3 separate regions of the Sus scrofa genome follow, and regions 1 and 2 are each linked to region 3. Evidence: chromatin contacts called from public HiChIP or PLAC-seq and promoter capture Hi-C data. All regions are on one chromosome and are shown on one strand. Each heading gives the region's core, a stretch centred on a gene start, on an enhancer-like site or on the middle of the called end of the contact. The rest is flanking DNA. Distances are from core to core; before and after follow the strand shown.

Evidence for each region. Promoter capture Hi-C pulls out the DNA fragments that hold promoters and counts their contacts. HiChIP or PLAC-seq counts read pairs in DNA pulled down with a chosen protein or histone mark.
Region 1: a promoter capture Hi-C map of fetal liver shows a contact between it and region 3, with 2.1 times the contacts expected there. The contact joins the promoter of KLHL17 here to the promoter of UBE2J2 in region 3. A contact is called at or near these places in 1 of 5 promoter capture datasets (fetal liver) and 1 of 2 datasets of contacts at active chromatin or transcription factors (alveolar macrophages).
Region 2: a contact with region 3 is called in an H3K27ac HiChIP or PLAC-seq map of alveolar macrophages. The contact joins the promoter of PERM1 here to the promoter of UBE2J2 in region 3. A contact is called at or near these places in 2 of 47 Hi-C or Micro-C datasets (embryonic fibroblasts and heart right ventricle) and 2 of 2 datasets of contacts at active chromatin or transcription factors (alveolar macrophages and skeletal muscle).

What each region holds. Positions count from the first base shown.
Region 1 is chr6:63,319,101-63,322,597 of Sscrofa11.1, forward strand. KLHL17 (kelch-like protein 17) reads left to right here and starts at 1,798. Exons shown (of 11, transcript XM_021095168.1): 1 at 1,798-2,729; 2 at 3,016-3,310. The coding sequence starts at 2,610. NOC2L (nucleolar complex protein 2 homolog) reads right to left here and starts at 1,699. Exons shown (of 19, transcript XM_021095173.1): 1 at 1,589-1,699; 2 at 1,321-1,473. The coding sequence starts at 1,614.
Region 2 is chr6:63,339,556-63,343,073 of Sscrofa11.1, forward strand. It overlaps PERM1 (PGC-1 and ERR-induced regulator in muscle protein 1), which reads right to left and starts at 1,975. Exons shown (of 4, transcript XM_021095161.1): 1 at 1-1,975. The coding sequence starts at 934.
Region 3 is chr6:63,566,477-63,570,191 of Sscrofa11.1, forward strand. UBE2J2 (ubiquitin-conjugating enzyme E2 J2) reads right to left here and starts at 1,604. Exons shown (of 7, transcript XM_003127491.4): 1 at 1,387-1,604. It overlaps SCNN1D (amiloride-sensitive sodium channel subunit delta), which reads left to right and starts at 1,695. Exons shown (of 14, transcript XM_021097433.1): 1 at 1,695-2,705.

The sequences.
Region 1 (3,497 bases), core at 548-3,047, 250 kb before region 3:
GTGACCTCCTCAGAGAACCCATGAGGCTTAGTTGACTTCCTCCATGGCCGCTCCCAACAATCAAGGCAGAGGGACTTCCAGAGAGAGAGCTTTCGGCAGATCTCTCTCTCTCCCCACCCTCAATGCATACGGATGCCCGAACCTGCAGTTTCAGCCAGACTTGCTCTGCTCACACCCTGCTCTATCTAAGCTATCTCTAACTCCCCCTTTCCAGGTTCTCAGATCAAAGATAAACCTCTCCCTGTCTCTCGAACCCAGCTGCCATGAGCTCTCCTCAATACAATACTTTGTTTTGTGTTTGTTTTTTGGGGCCGCACCCGTGGTACATGGAGGTTCCCAGGCTAGGGGTCTAACTGGAGCTGTCGCCGCCAGCCTACGCCACAGCAACTCGGGATCCGAGCTTTATCTGCGACCCACACAACAACTCACGGCAACGCCAGATCCTTAACCCACTGAGCAAGGCCAGGGATCAAACCACAACCTCATGGTTCCTAGTCAGAGTTGTTAACCACTGAGCCATGACGGGAACTCCAATACAATACTTTCAAATCCACTCATGGCTCCTCTCAAACCAGCACCATCTCTCAATTCCTTCACAACCTCCTCTCAGCACAGCAACCCAAGAGACCCTTCATGTTACGAGCTACGTGACATTACTTCACCAAACCCCTGAGATAACTTCCCACCGTACTAGGATGTCATACAAATGATCTACAAGATCCAGCCCCATCACCACCTCTCCAGATTCACTTCCTGCTACTTTCCCCTTCATTCCTGCCACAACCACACTCATCTCAGCGCGTAAGGTCCACTCCCACCTCAGGACCTCTGCTGTTCCTGCTCCCTGAAACAGTGGGACATTCTTCTCCTACTGTGGCAGTTCCCTCCCTCAGGTTTCGCTCAATTATCACCTCCTCGAATGGCCTTATCCACTTCGCTTAACACTGCAGCAGGCGCTCCCAGATATGCTCCCTGTGCCTCCAGCCCCTTCTGCTTTGCCTTCCTGACCGCAAGCACTTCCCTCTTCTAACCCACTACACACCGTGGGCCATCCAAAATCGAGTAAGCTTTCTTACCGCAAAGACCAGAAAGGAGTACTATTCTCCAACGTCTAAGACCTGAATGACCTGGCACAGAAGAGGCGCTCCGTAAATACCGGTCCGAAGAATAAACAAGCCGGAGGGTCCGGGGGAGAGGTCACGGGTCCTCAGGTCTCAGTCTTGAGGCCCCAGGAGTGGTCAGCACCCTTGTGGTGGGGAGGGCCAGGACGATTAACGGGGTTCTGCTTTACACACGTCCGGTGGAGAACGCTCCACTCACCTGGCCAAGGAACTCCTATCTGGCTCATCTACGCTCCGGGAGGTTCCGCGTGCCGCCAGCGTCTCGCCTTCTGCGGCTCCTTCGGGCTCCGATTCGGACTCGGAATCAAAGCCCGAGGCCAGGAACTCATCCACAGTCAGCTCCGCCAGACGCCTGCGGGCCATGCCCTCGGAGTTATGACTCCCCGCCAGCCCGGTGTGCCCCAGCCCCGCCACCCCAGGAAAGGCGCAAGGGGCGCCAGAAAGGCGGGAGCAGGGCCTCGACTCACCGCTTGCGGCTCCGCGCCGCCGCCATCGCTGCCCGGCCGCAGCGTGCGCCCCGCTTCCTGCCCCGGCAGGCCTTGCGCTGTGCGCACTTCCTGAGGCCGGCCCCGCCCAGTCTCGTCTCGTCGGGTGGCTTTACGGTTCTCCAACAACGGCTGCGGCAGCATCCAGGCGGGAGAGCGCGTTCACACCTCTCGGGAAGCGGGCGGCGCCCGGGCTCCCAGGGTGGCACGCGGGATGCGCGTTCCTGGCGCAGGCCGGGTTCAGTCGCGGCTCCCGAACGCTTCCGCTGAAGGACAGGCGGCAGAGCTCGAGCACCCGGCAGGACTGCGTAGGGCGGAATCTCACAGATTTCTGCTCACAAATCTGAGACCTTTTCCCAAAAAGGCACCAATATCGACAACGACCTAGGGGAAGGCAAGGCTCGGGCCCTCGCCCGGCCCTGCCCACAGCCCCCGCGGGCTCCGTGAACCCGCGCCTGTGAGGGTGTCATTGCTCCACAGAAAAAAATGCATGGTGGTGGGAGACATGCGTCAGAGAGGACCCTATACACAAAGCTCTTACAAATCGATGATCTAAAGCGAACAATCTAGTAGGAAAAGCAAATGAAAACAGAAATGGCGATGCTATCGATGGGCAGTTTGCTTAAAGATAAATAACATTCTGGTGAGGGTCAGAACAGTGAGAGCCTTTTCCATTTCCCTAAGCAGCCCCATAGCACTTGCGCCGGGGGAGCAGGAGGGGGCAAGAGAGCAGACAGATCCGAGCACTGTTGTTGAAGCTAATTTAGCCAAATCTCCCTAAAAGAGTGTGCCTGATACTTCAGTCCAGCGAGTCTTCCGCTGGAGATTCGCTTGGGAACACCCCTACCTAAGTCCCCAGACCGGCCCGGGTAGGGACAGCTACTTTTCCTCTTTGTCTGTGGAACAGCCAGCAGGTGCAAAGGCCCAGAAGCTGGAAGGTTGCCATGGGGAAGGAAGGAGGTGAGGAAGCCAGCCTTTGCCCTCTTCTCCCCCCACCTGCCTAATGGAGGGAGTATGCAAGCCGGGACAGTCAGATCCCAAGATAGGAAATCCCACAGCCCCTAGGGCGTGCGTCCCACTTCCATCCTGCTCCCCAGCCAGCGTCCAGATCAAAGGCGGACAGGTAAAAAGGCCTGCGTGGGGTCACAGAGAGGCGAGCAGATGCAGCCCCGGGTTGGCTCAGGCCCCAGGGGCATCACGTGGAGCCAGCCATTCGGCGTCTAAGAGATGCGGGGCCCAGGAGAGTGCGGGGCGGGGCGGGGTGAGGGGGCTGCCTTCTTCAACGGGTTGAGACGGGCGGAAGACCCGGGAGGCTTTTTGGAGATAGGACGCGGGCGGGGCGCCGGGGGCTTCCTGGAGGAGGAGGCGGACGGGGCACGGAAACCTGAGAGAATTCTTGCGCTATGCAGTGTCCGGGAAGCCGCGGGGGAGCGCAGGAGGCGGGGCGGGCGGCGCCGAGAAACAGCGGCTGCGGGCAAGCGGCGGGAGCCAGGGACGCGAAGCCGGCCGCCACCGCCGAGCAGCCCTCCGGCCGCCCGACATTCGCTCCTCCGTGCGTCCTCCGCGGATCCGCGGCGGGCCGGCGGCCGAACCCATGCAGCCGCGTAGCGAGCGCCCGGCTGGCAGGACACAAAGTCCGGAGCACAGCAGTCCGGGGCCCGCGCCCGAGGCGCCGCCGCCGCCACCGCCACCGCAGCTGCCAGCGTGAGTGGGCCGGGGGGCTTAGGACCGTGACTGGCCCGAGCCGAGGAGGAGGAGGAGGAAGGGAGGGGCGCGCCGACCCTGGCGCTTTGCATCCTGCGGGCTCTGCCGGGCCGCGGAGGGTCCAGCCCCCGTCCGTTATCGGCACACACAGCTGGGGCGGGGCAGGGTGTCCCGAGGTGGCTGCTCT
Region 2 (3,518 bases), core at 725-3,224, 230 kb before region 3:
ATCGAGGCATCCTTGACTTGGCCATTGAGACATCTCGAGGCGCCTCCAGGTCCAGCATGGACACAGGCTCAGCCATGGGCATCATTCTGAGTAGATCTGTACCTTGCTCAGTGGTAGGGACAGATATAGACAGAGCCACACCTGGCCCTTGCCTGGTCACCCGCTCAGGGGCTCCTGCCGACTCTGGCCCCAGTTCGTTCTGCCTGGCTCCTGCCATCTGCTTTGCCACCCCAGCTGGGAGAGCCCTCCCCCTGGACCCAGCCAGGCTGAGGCCCTCCTCAGGCCTGGCCTCAGTGAGCACCTCGGAACCCAGCTGGGTGAGAGAGCCTGGAGCACCCGAGCGCCCACCTGCCTTGGTGCCTGCAGCGCGCCTCTTCTTTCGGCTGGGGCTGCGTGGTGGGGCTCCAGGGCTGCCAGGGGGCCTCTGGGGGGCAGCGCTGCGGCTAGGGGACTCGGGGCTCTGAGGAGGCTCACCAGTGGGACTAGGGGCAGGGCCCTGGGGGGCTGACCCCTGCAGAAGCCTCTGCATCTCGTCTCCGGAAGACGCTGGCCCTGGGAGGGACGAGCTCCGGACAGAAAGGGCAGCCCCAGAGCTGAGGGACAGCCGAGCATCTGACCGTGCGGACGTGCTAGGCGTCTGCTGACCAGCCTCCAGGGCCAGGACAGGCTCGCGCCAAGACCTGCTGACCAGCTGCCAAGTGGCTGCCTTGCCCTCCTCCTCAAAGCCAGGCTGGCAACTCCCCCCGGGAGCCAACTGCCCCTCAAGAAGAGGAGGGGGCCCTGGAGGACTATTGTCCCTTTGGTCAGTGTCACTGGACAAGAGCTCATCCCCAGAGGCCAGGGCAGCCTGCAGGAGGCCACACTCTTCAGCAGTGGCCGAAAATTCAGCCCAGTCCTGGTCACTCAGCTGGACACTGTACTGGAAGTTTTCCATCACGGGTCAACAGAGGCACATGGGCCACAGGGGTAGGGTCTTCACAGGCCCAGGGCCCCGGCCAGCAACCACTGCCACCACCCCACCTGCCCCCTGGGTTGGGCTCCCCCTCCCTGGCTCAGGGGCCAGCACTCCATCTCTGTCCTCAAAGAGAGCAGAACAAATGGGGTGTCCAGAGAGACGCTGTGCTGCCCTCAAACCTGGTTGCTTCCTGGAGTTGGAATATCCGCAGCTGCCACTTGCCCTGTTCCCAGAGTGACCGCGAACGATAACGTCACAATGACATGTTGCTACAGTCCTGCTTTCGGGTGAGTGAAGTTCACTGAAAAATAGGGTTCATCTTGTTTGAGTTTTCATCCCCAGGAGGAGCTTCCCCCACAGCTTTGTGCATTTTCTGCTCAGCCGGGCCAGCCTGCAGCTTTCCTCCTGAGTTGCTGGTAGCAAGGCTGACTTTATAGAGCCAAGCCCAGTTAAGGACCACCCACCAGGGTTCAGTTCACCTGGGTGACGGTCAGCCCTGGACTGTCCCGACATGCCCCAGGTGGCTGCTGGCCATGGGGGGAGGGGCCACGGTGTCCAACAGTTCACCAGCCTTTGGCCATGACCTTCCGGCACCCTTGGCTGAGAAAGGCTGCTGGGCTTCCTCTGAGCTTACCAAGGTCATGCCACCGCTGGCCAGAGCCCACTCAGGGGTCATCAGGGAGAGCCTGGCTCTGCCCCTCCCTGGGCAGGAGGTCCCAGAACAGAAACAAGCCCCCCTAGGGCCCATCCTCAGGCTCTAGGCCCTGACCCAGACCTGCACAGCTGGCGAAGCCCCCTTTCACCCGTCTCAGTGAACCGAGACAACCCTAGCTGTCTGAGAGCCCCTAACGTTTCAGCTCCCTAGGAGGGGCTGCCTTTGGCATTTGGTCAGCTGCCACTGGACCCAGGGGGGTGGGAGGTCGCTCTGGCTGGGCCAGTCCTGAGGCAGAGATGCCTTGAGTCCAGGGCACAGTGGCTTCCTGACCCGCTGTACTTGGTTCTCCTCTCTGTCCGGGGTTCTGTAGGGGCTATCCCCTTAGGGACCCCTTAGGGTGGGAATGGGGCTGCTGACAGTACCGTACCTGGGACTCCACAGCCAGCTGGGGCAGTGGAGCTGGGCATCCGAGCAGCCTGTTCCAGAAAGGCATGGTGCTGGGCTCGCCATCCAGGCCCCACCCCCATTGCCAAAAATACCCCAGCCCCACGGTCACATGTCTGCTGCCAGGCATCAGGGTCCAGGCCACAAATAGATGGCATTTGAGGGGCTTCCAGCTACATGAGGGACACCTTCCTGGTCAGGACAGATGCCAGTCAGAGAGCGCTGACCACAGTCAGGACGGCAGGGACCTCCCCTTCCCAAGCTGAAGGCCACTCTTAAGTCCATCTTGGCCACAGCCTGCCCTTCCCTCTTAAAGTGGTCCCGCCCACTGTGAAAACTCAGACCCCCACTTCTCATGCCAGCTCCCCTGCTAGCAGCCCCCAAGACTATCTTAGGACTTTACCCTGACACCTGGGGGGAACAGAGGGAACAACAGAGCGATGAGCTGGGAAAAGACCAGTCCTGGAATGTTCCGAGGTCATCGGGACAAGGCCACTGCTGGCCTGGTCAGGGCTTGTACCTCCCTGGTCTGGCCCCTGCCCTGCTGGTGGGGCTTGGGAGACAGATGAGGGCCTTAGGGTTCTCTGCAGAGGGCACCCATGGGTGCTGGCCTCTGGAGAGGGCTGGGGAGGGCAAAGGGAGAGCTAGTCACTCCTGCCAGCCTGTCTCCCAACAAGGCTCCACGATCAGGCCCAGCAGGAACGGGGTTCTGGTGCTGCTCGCCCAGGTCACCATGTGGAGCTGGGCAGGAGGCACGGCCTCTCGGAACAACAGCCACTTGCAGGCACCACCCTGCCTGGCCCCCTGAGCACTTTTCTAAAATGCGTCATACTGAGAGTGGCACCAGAAAGACCCTCTTTCACTGTTGAGCTTGGTAAGGCACAGAGAGGGTGAGTGATCTGTGCACAGTCACACAGCTAGTAAGTGGCAGAGCTGGGTCCCAAAGCCCCTGCTCCGAGTCATCCTGCCCTTGGGGCTGGTGCTGCCTATCTGCCCCGCCCCCCGCCGCCGGGCAGGTCATGGTGACACACACACTTCTGGCCTCCCACTAAGGGACAGAGGAGCAAACATCTAAACTGGCAGGTAAATAAGAGCATTTCTGAGAGCAACACATCGTAAAAGGACGTAGAGTGGAAAGAAGGCGGCATCTGAAGAGGGTCGGAGAGTCGAGACTTGGGGGGGGCTGGGACAATGAAGACCGAGGCCTCGTGTGGAGGAGGCAGCGTCACACAGGAAGAGGGAGGTTGGTGGCATCCTCAGCCACCTGGGACATCTGGGCCACTGAGACACCAGCCAAGTGTTCTATGGTTAATAAATTCTGACAGTCTGGAGATGGCGTCGGATCCCACAGGTTAAGGCCTCAGCCCCACAGACCGCCCTCCACCTCAGATGCCAACTGCAAGTAGCAGGTCCCCAGGTCACCCACAACTTCCGTCCGACTTGGAGGCTCCCGTGACACCCTGC
Region 3 (3,715 bases), core at 354-2,853:
AGGTGTGACCGTTTCTTCCAGTTTTCCCCACCTACAGAAGCCAGAGCACCTCCACGGGACATGAGCTGGGGCTCAAGCTCCCTTCAAGACAAGTCCCCACACAAAGACACAGAAGGTGTAATTCACAGAAGGAAACGGGGTGCAGACACAGAAAAAAAAACATCAGACGAAACAAAACAGAGGCAAACAAAACTTTAGCGCAGAGACGCTGAAGGAGAGCAACCGAAGCCTACGCCCGCAGGTGACAGAGTCCCGTGGGCAGCAAGTGGAAACAGGGCGCCGCCGGCGGCCTAGCATCGCTCCCGCCCGGGGTCCGAGCACTCAGTGATGCTGTGACAGAGACCTTGGCCTGACCGACGGACGGGCACGCGACACACCCGTGCCCAGGACTTTCCCTTCCCCACCGGGACTGTTTCACAGCCAGATGGAGGCTGGGGGCTGAGGGAGGATTACTGACTCCAAGTTGTAGGCACAGGGTCCAACTGTGCCTGCAGACACACTGGACTTTTCAATTAAGCAGGACTCTCAAGTTCCCTTCTGCCAAAACTAGATCCAAGCACCGAAGGTCACTCAGCTGGAAAGAACAGGGCCCAGAGCCACCGCGCGGAGGGTTCTTACCCACTGACCACCTCCCCTCCCACCAGGAGCAGGCTCTCCTCTCCTTAACTGTTTGGCGCCTGGGGGTGGGGAGCGGGGGCAGGCGCGACAAGGGGTTGGGAATGGATTTCAACTGGACACACGTCAGCTAAGTGTTACTAGCAGGACAGGGGACCAGAAGCTTACACTGGCCAGAGCTCTCGAGACCGTGCTGGCAACGGGCAGCTAAGGAGAGCAGGCGGGCATAGGGGAAGAACCTGCCCGGGGCCCACACTAGCCGGCCGGCAACAGAGCCCCCCGACTGCGGCGTCCCACTCCGGCCGCCTGGCTTTTCAATTGGTTACCGTTCCAAGGGGAATAAGCAGGCTCGCGCCTTCCTGCTGGGACTCAAAAAGCTGCTCAGGTGTGAAGTGTCGACGGCCTCAACAGCAACCAGCCCTCGTCAACGCGGACTCCCAGGACATGTTTACAAAGCAAGCCCTACGCCGGCTCGTCCCGGCGGCGCCCGCAAGTGTGCCACTGGCAGGAGGCCTTTCCGTGGGACACCAGCCGTGGGACCACCAGAATCCCCAAGCTGGCAGGAGGACGACCCGGCCCGGAGCCCCGGGCGCCCCACCGTAACCGACCTAGCGTTCCGCGCATGGAAGCTCCAGGCCGGGCCCCGCGAGCACAGACGGAGCGGGGTCGGGCTGTGCGGAGACCCCGTGCCCGCCGCCCGCCACCCTGGCCGGCTCCAGCGGGGCGGACTCGCGGCCGAGGCTCCGGCGCAGGCCCGCGGCGCGCGCTCACCTCTCCCCGTCGCCGCGCGTGGGCCGCCGCCGCGCTCAGGCTCGCCGTGGTCGAGGCCGGAGCAGGGAGCGGGAGAGCGGGGCCCGTGCCGCAGAGCCGCACCGCGCCGGGACTGGGCCCACCCGACCGCCGCCGCCGCCGCCGCCGCCGCCGCCGCCGCCGCCGCCGCCGCCGCCGCCTTAGCTTCCAAGATGGCCACTAGCGGGGCGGGACCATAATCGCTTCCGGTTCCGGGGCGCGGTTTGCCGGGGCGGCCGCTCTAGGCGGTTGGGCGGAAGTAGCCGGCCTCTCGCTGCCGCCTCCCGCCCGGGGAGGTGGAAGCAGTCGACGCGTGCGCACTGGTGGGCAGCCCCGCGGGGCGGGGCCCGAACGCCGGGCGGGTCCGGTCTGTTGGCCGCAGATCGCCGGTTCGTCCCTGGGCCACTGCGGCCCCGGGGAGAATCAGCGGCCGCAGAGCCCCGTACCTTCCACCCCGCATGTTCCCCCCTTACGACCCCCGGCCTTCTACGGGAAGACAGGCCCTGTTAAAGGGTGACCCCCCGCCTCGCGGTGCCAGCGTGAGCCCCGCCAGAGTTCCCCCGGGACCCCGACCCTCCCAAAGGCCCCCTGCCAAAGGATCGTGCCCACTTAACAGGAGAGCACGGGAGGCACCCTGCGTCGCTGGGCCCCCGTGACTGAACCCCCGGGGGCCCTGAGAATCAAATCCTGGGTGGCCTTGTGTGGCCACAGTGACCGGGAGCCCCACCAGAACCTGTGCCAGGTGGGGTCCTCTGCTCACGGGGAGAACTGTCCTCGTAAAAATAGTTGCACTGTTTCCCAACTGAATTTTCCACACGGCCCATGAATAGGGTCATTATGCACCAGTGGACACTGCACTGAGACTAACTCTCCGCTCCCACGGTCCCCTCCCTGGCCCTGGGGGAGGGGAGGCAGAGCAGGGAGGTGGGGCGGCCCCGGGAGGCCCAGGGAGCCCAGGCCAAAGTTCCCCGGACAGCGTCAACATAGAGAGAGCCCTCCTGCAGGGCCTGGAGCTGCTCATCTGCCTCCAAGAGTATTTGCAGGCACCTGAAGGTGGCAGGCAGGTGGGGGCCTGGACCGAGGGAGGGCTGGTCAGTGGGCAGGCCAGCACACTACCCCTGCCCTTCCTGTGAGTGGGGCTCGGATGCTCCCGCACAGGCTGCTACGCTGTCAGGCTGGTCCTCGGTCGCGACAGATCTGGAAGACCGTGGCTGGGCGGAGCTCGTGGCTCTGGGCAGGAGAGCAGAGACCTGCAAGTTCTCACCCTTGACCACGGCCCGGACTGCCTCTCAGGCAATGAGGTAACCGACCACATTCCTAGCACCAGTGGATGCAGCCACGGGGAGCAGCCACGCTCACCTCAAGTCTGCCCACCCAGGCACCCTCAGGTGGGATCTGAACGGCCACCGCAGAGCTGGCCCCAGGCCCTGGGCGGATCCCGGAAGGGGTGCCCATGGTCCGGCCGTCCAGGACCAGGCGAGTCCGCCCGTGGGAATCTGGCCTTCCCCCGCCTCCTCCAGGCCCTGCTATCCCCACGCCACCGGATGGCCCCGCTGCTTTTAGCTCTTGGAAAGTTATGTGGAGGAGGCCGCCCTGAGGCATCAGGGTGTTGGAGCACAGGTGTGAGGGAGATGCAGACCGGCCCCAAACCCCACACATGCCACATCACACACTCTCCCCACCCCAGCTGGCCGGTACCTGCAGACGCCGCCTCTGTGGTGACCAGAGTCCCTGCCTGACCCTGCAGTCAGCACCTGGGCGATGGGGGAGGCTCTGCCACGGCACCCAGGAGACTCCTCACCCATCTGCGGACAGGAACTCCAGATGGACCAGCCCCAGGTGGCCTCTGCCATGCCCCCTGGGTGTCCAGAACACGTACAGAGCCCATGGGCTCAGACTTCAGGTCTCTTGCACCAGAATGTCCCTAGAGCCAACTCCAAGTTGTCCCACAAGTGAACGAGCAGAGCCCGAGGGTCCTGTGACACGCCAGGCACCCACAGTCTGCAGGGCAGCCCTGGCCTGGAAGGTGCCCCTCAGCCCAGCCCTGGTGAAGGCCACCACCGCTTTAAGGCCAGTGGGGCTGCGTGCAGCCGGCTGGGGCCAGCCGTCCTGCAGAGAGAGTGGGGGCCCAGGGCCTTCTGCCTGTCCCTTCTCTAATCCTTTCAACTTGCAGCCATTAAGGAGTGGCCACACGGGCCCACGTTGTGCCAGAAGCTGGGGACGCTCTGTCCTAACCCAGCCTTGCCCACCTTCCAGGCCAGGGCTGCCCTGCAGACTGTGGGTGCCTGGTGTGTCACAGGACCCTTGGGCT